2 separate regions of the Anser cygnoides genome follow, and region 2 is linked to region 1. The links are chromatin contacts, called in public Hi-C maps. All regions are on one chromosome and are shown on one strand. Each heading gives the region's core, a stretch centred on a gene start, on an enhancer-like site or on the middle of the called end of the contact. The rest is flanking DNA. Distances are from core to core; before and after follow the strand shown.

Region 1 (2,700 bases), core at 66-2,565:
ATAATGAAGAATACGTTCTTAGTTCTTATTCTATCCAAACAAACAAAAGCTATTAAGATTGCTAGCCTCTCACTTTCACTTTACCGACTGCACGCAGACACTGGAAGAAATCCCATATTGGAACAGTCTGCCCCCAAACCGGACACCCTTAACTTTTCAGAAGGGCCGAGGAAACCAAGGGATGAAGCTTAATCAACGCACGCCACCAGCTCTAGGCTGATACAGAAAATCTCCTCCTGCCTGCCGCAGGGAGAAAGGTAAAAGAGGCGGCACTAGTCCGAACGGCTACTAAAGGCGCAAGAACAACAAAAGGAGCCGCGCGGCAGGACGGCTCGGTAACAGCCCGGCCGGGGACTTCGCCCAGAGGAGCCGCGGCAGGGCCGAGCGGCGCCTGCCCCCACCGAGGGCCCCTGCTACCGCGAGCACAGGAGGCCAGGGCAGCGTCCGAGGCCTGCACGGGGCGCTCCGGAGCCCGCCCGCGGGCTCCCGGGCAAGCGGCTGTCGGGGCGGGGACCGCTCCGCGCGGGCCCGGCGGTGCCTGGAGCCCCCTCGCTGACCGCATCCCGGAGCGATCGAGAGCTCCCCGAGCGGGCCGCAGGGCAGCGGGGGACGCGGAGCTCGCAGCGATGCGCCGGCGGGCCCGGCCGCGCGGCCGCGCCACGAACCGCCAGGCCCGCACGCGCCGCGGCTGCCCGTCCGGCTGCGCCGAAGGCGGGGAGCGCCCGCCCAGGCCGCGCTCTCCCAGGGCCCGCGGCCGCCTCCGCGCCGCGCCAGGCCCCGCCGCCCCAGGCCCCTCGCCCGGCCAGGCCTCACCGTGATCGGCCGCGGCACCCGCGCGTGTCCCGGATCGAGGCAGCAGCGAGTGACCCGGATGTTCCCGACTCGGCTCCCCCCCTTTGTCTCTGGTCCGGAGTTTCCCTCCCTCTCTCCTCGGTGCGCAGCGCAGCGGCGAGGTTTGTCCCTCCGTCCGACCCGTCCGTGCCGCTGCGCCGGCGCGGTGTGACCCTGCCTGCGAGCCGTCCGCCGCGCCTTGCGCATCCTCGTGACACAGGACCCGGAGGTTACCGGAACAACGCCTGAGCGGGGAGGGCGGCGGGGAGAGCAGCGCGACTCTCTCAAGCCCTCTCTTCCTCGTGCCCCTCGGCTTCTACAAGCCCCCGTCGAGAAACTGAGCGGGTTTTTACCTCAGGCGCCGAGAGCCACCCGTGCCCTAAAACCGTCCGGTCTGGCGCAGGCGGCCCAGGCGGGTGTGGCAGGCTGCGCCCGCCCCGGGACGCGCTCGAGCCTGACACGGCCCCGCCCACTGTGCACGGCCGGGGCTCTGATTGGAGGATCGGGGAGCGGCCCCGGTGATGGGCAGGCCAAGAAACCTATGGGGGGAGCGGGGACGGGGCGGAGCTGCCCGCCGGCTGGAGCTGGCGCCGTGGCGTGGCTGCGTCTGGCCGGTGGGCGGGGCCGCCACCAGGGCGGCAGGGCCCGGCGGGGGTTTGCGGCGCCGCGCTCGCGCTGCTGCCGGCAGCCGTGCCCCGGGGACGGCCCCTCGGCTGCTGCGGCTCCTGGGCCCGTCGGGCGCTGGGAAGCGCAGACGCTGACCGTGACCGCTAGCGCAGCCTTGAGTCGCGTTTGTCCCGAATCTACTTTACCCGACTTTTAAGGGGCAGCACGCTTTGTGCTGCGTGGTTTGGCTTCCTTGATTGTTTGTTTCTAAGAACTCATTTTTGGTAGCTTGTCAGGTAAGAATCGCGTTCTGTCTTTGTCTGGCTTTTTTGTTAAATTTTGGTAAAGCTTAAGAAATTTCTGTCTTGAAACCTCCTCTTAGCCATGCCTCGCAGCGGTCTGCGTTTGGTAACATTTGTTGAGCTACGCGCATCCCATGCCGTACTTTAGGATCAAAATGGTTTCTCTTCTCGGGAACGCTAGAATTAAATAGTTCAGTGAATAAGTTCTTAGATTTGTATTGGTCCTACTCAAAATCTGTGCTGAGGTTAGGAACCTCGTTGCCCATCATCCCAGCTGGTGAATAGGCAGCTGCAAGAGCATTTTGTCTTAGACATATTAAAACTTCTGTTGGAAGAAGCCTGTTTCTTTGTAGCCCTGGGTGACTGGGATTCAGCGGCAGCTGGCATCTGAAGCTGGCAGAATTAATATAAACTTACTGGACACAGTTATTTATGCTTTGTTCTGCTTGGCTTTTAAAATTCTCACTTGAAATTTTGTTTGTTGTTGTTTTTGACATTTTGTAGCATTTCAGACATGCACACCATGTAGAGATTTACCTTGTCGTTGAGAAAATGAAAGGCTATAGCAGAGAGTTAGGCAATAATCTACTATTCATATTCATAATGTAGGGGACAAGATGTCATCAGTTTAAACTGCAGTGAGAAAAATGGGGATCAGGTGTTAAGAAAATGCTACTGACAAAGTTACTATGGAACTAGACTGCCTAATGGAAAGATGAGTGTGGAGTCTTCATCAGTTGGAGTTTTAAACGTAGGTTAAAATACGTGCTTAAAGTATATTTACTCCTGTGTTTAGCCAAGAGGATAAGCCAAGTAGTCTGTTACAGCCCTTCCAGGCTTTTTTTGTTTTGTTTTTCCTAAAAAGCTCATGCTCTCATTTATTTCATGTTTGACTCTACAGAAGGAATAAAGAAAGTGTGTGTTTCTGGTTTCCACCTTTCTAGGTTGGTCTTAAAAAAAC
Region 2 (2,700 bases), core at 152-2,651, 140 kb after region 1:
ACTGATTTCGCATCAAAATTTGAAAAGAAGTTGGGGAATCATTTCTCATTATTGCTGCTTTTAATTATTTCTTTCTCCAAGTGACAATACAAAATGGCAGACCTGCAGGAACATAACTCACAATACCTACTCTTTGACACTCAATATGACTGTTAGAGGCAACCACACGATGAACACGCGTATCGAAAAAGAGTAGGTGCCTCAAAGTGGATTTTCAAAAGAACTTGGAAGTTGGAGTCCAGTATACTACATTGAGGAGGAGGTTTAGATGAACAGTTAGACTAGGCTCTCTTTAGAAAGCTTGAGATGACAGAAGACAGCAAAGGGCACAACAACACGTCATTCGAGCCTGTAATGAATGCAGTACTTTCTCATGACTTGATGAACTACAAATCATAGTTTGCAAGCAACTTCAGATATTTTCCCATTTATAACAGACAGAAACTACAGGGATCACCGAGACCGGACACCTTGACAAAAACGCCAGAGACAAAAGCGCCTAACGAGAATAGCTCACTCCCAGTCCTACATTTCTGAATCTCTGGTTCCAAGACTTCATCATGAATTGGTATTAAGCTCTCTCTGAACCCGTATACATTGGGAAAAGATTTTAAAGAATGAAACTTGAGATTCAGGAGCAGCTCATCCATCGGCTCAGAGCAAGCTTATTGGGACAGATTCTCAGATCGTAGGATACGTGTCCCGGCTAGCGTGGTTTCTGCTACAGTAAGAGCCCTTGTGCCTCCTGTAGCCATCGAGCAGGACTTCCAGCAGAAAGGAGTCTTCTAGGAGTTTTACCGGTTTTCCCCTGACGACCAGTCGCTTCAAAAGCGTTTGAATCAAGCGGTCTCAGTAAGAAGTATTCCTGCCAATGCCGGTTTTAACGACACGCGAACCGTAGCGGCTTTCCGGCCGGGCCCGCGGAGGAAGCGGCCGATGCCCCCCCCGCCCCGGGCCGCACCCCGCGGGCCCGGCCGGCTCCCGCGAGGCCCGCGGGACCAGGGCTCGCCCGGCGGCGGCGCGCCCGCTGCTTCCCGCCGCGCCCCCCGCAGCTCAGCGGCCGCTCGGCACCGGCCGGCCCGGCAGCGCGGACCGAGCCGCCGCTCGAGGCGACCCGCACGAGGCCAGCTCCCGCCGCGGCCGGGCCCGCCGCTGTACTTGCCTGGTCCGGCGCACGGCCGGGGCGGCGCGGCGCTCCCCGCGCCCGGCTGTCACTCCGCCGGCCCGGCGCCCTCCTCCCGCCCGCGGAGCCCTCCCCTGCGGCCGCCCCGCGGCGACGGCTGCCGGCCGCGTCCCGCCGCGTCCCGTCCCGTCCCGCCGCGTCGCGTCCCGCCGGCTGCGCTCGCCTCCGCAGCCTCCCGCTGCCCCCGCCGGCGCGGGCGGCGAGCACGCGCGGCAGCCCCGCGGGCAGGCAGAGCCCGGCCGGGCCGGGCCGGGCCGGCCTCCAGGCGGCCGCGGAACCGAGACGCGACACCGAGCGGCGCGGCCGGGGACTTCGGGAGGGCGGGGGCGCGGCCGCGCCCCACAGCGCCGGGCGGCGAAGCCCCGCCCCGCCCCGCCCTCCCTCTGCTGCCTGGCCCCTCCTCCGCCGGAGCCGCGGGAGCGCGTCCGCGCCGCACGTCGCCGCACGTCACCGCACGTCACCGCACGTCGCCGCACGTCACCGCACGTCGCCGCACGTCACCGTACGTCGCCGCGCGCCTCCGCCCGCCCGCGCACGGCCCGGGGCAGCCGCTGCCGAGCGGGTCGGTGGCAGGCGGCGGTGGCGGCGGTTGCGGAGCCGTCGGGCGGCCGTTGGGGAGCCCAGAGCCGCCCCCGGGGGTGACGCGGGGGACCCGAGTCCCGGCGCGGAGCAGCGTGCCGCGGGCCGGCCGGTTATTTGCTCTTCGGGATTGGAGGTTTCTGGAGGTTTTTGTCTTTGGCTGCGCGGTCGAGGAATTTCCCGAGATGATTTTACTTCTGGCGTTTTTCGGCACACGCAGAGGAGGGTTTTCTGTCCTAAGCGGGTTGCACTCTAACTAGACAAGGAGCTCGGATGAGTAGCAAACAAGCGCATCCAATACAAAGCTATGCGAGACGTCCTGCCGACTGTAGTGTGTAGCGCTGCTGATTGGGCCTGGGGCATGGCAGCGCAATGCCCGCGTCATTTTATTTGGTGGCTCAAAGCGTTAGGCAAAATTCATTGGACTTCTTTTGCATCTTTCTCTTAGGCTGCTGGAGTTAGGCACTGTCTGTTTGAAGAACAAGCTGAGCCATCAGCTTTTTTGCCCTGATACAATGGTAGAGAGTTGAACTGAAATCTTATTTATGCTTGGGGTGTATTATTTGTAATTTGCGTAAATATATGCATTAATTTCAGTGTCTGTGTCTTGCAGCATACGAAGACTGGTGGAAAGCTGCTATGGCAGCTCAGATGTCTGATGCTCATCGACGGTTCTTGCAGGTCCTGATGTCACACGGGATAATGGAAGGATCAGAGGCTAGGAAGTTACACAGGCGCTGCTGTGAAATCCATAAAGGTGTGTCTCTTTTGGAGAAAAAGTGGAGAGATGGAGATTTTTTTTTTTCTTCATTTGTGATTTACAAATAATTAGATTTCTGAATACCATACACCACCTAAAAAAAGTTAGAAAACAAAACAAACCAACAAAAACTTCAACAACGTGTTCTCTTTCTTTCCTGAAGTTAAAAGAACAGAAC

The links. Hi-C and Micro-C count contacts between places; a contact is called where the count stands out from the background.
Region 2: a Hi-C map of liver shows a contact between it and region 1, with 3 times the contacts expected there. The contact joins the promoter of IL4R here to the promoter of UBE2I in region 1. A contact is called at or near these places in 2 of 7 Hi-C or Micro-C datasets (both in liver).

What each region holds. Positions count from the first base shown.
Region 1 is chr15:143,664-146,363 of Taihu_goose_T2T_genome, forward strand. UBE2I (ubiquitin conjugating enzyme E2 I) reads right to left here and starts at 1,316. Exons shown (of 7, transcript XM_048068085.2): 1 at 1,185-1,316. LOC106046029 (a long non-coding RNA gene) reads left to right here and starts at 1,267. Exons shown (of 2, transcript XR_007164891.2): 1 at 1,267-1,733.
Region 2 is chr15:282,387-285,086 of Taihu_goose_T2T_genome, forward strand. It overlaps IL4R (interleukin 4 receptor), which reads right to left and starts at 1,402. Exons shown (of 10, transcript XM_066977950.1): 1 at 1,163-1,402. NSMCE1 (NSE1 homolog, SMC5-SMC6 complex component) reads left to right here and starts at 1,692. Exons shown (of 8, transcript XM_013196867.3): 1 at 1,692-1,898; 2 at 2,376-2,519. The coding sequence starts at 2,402.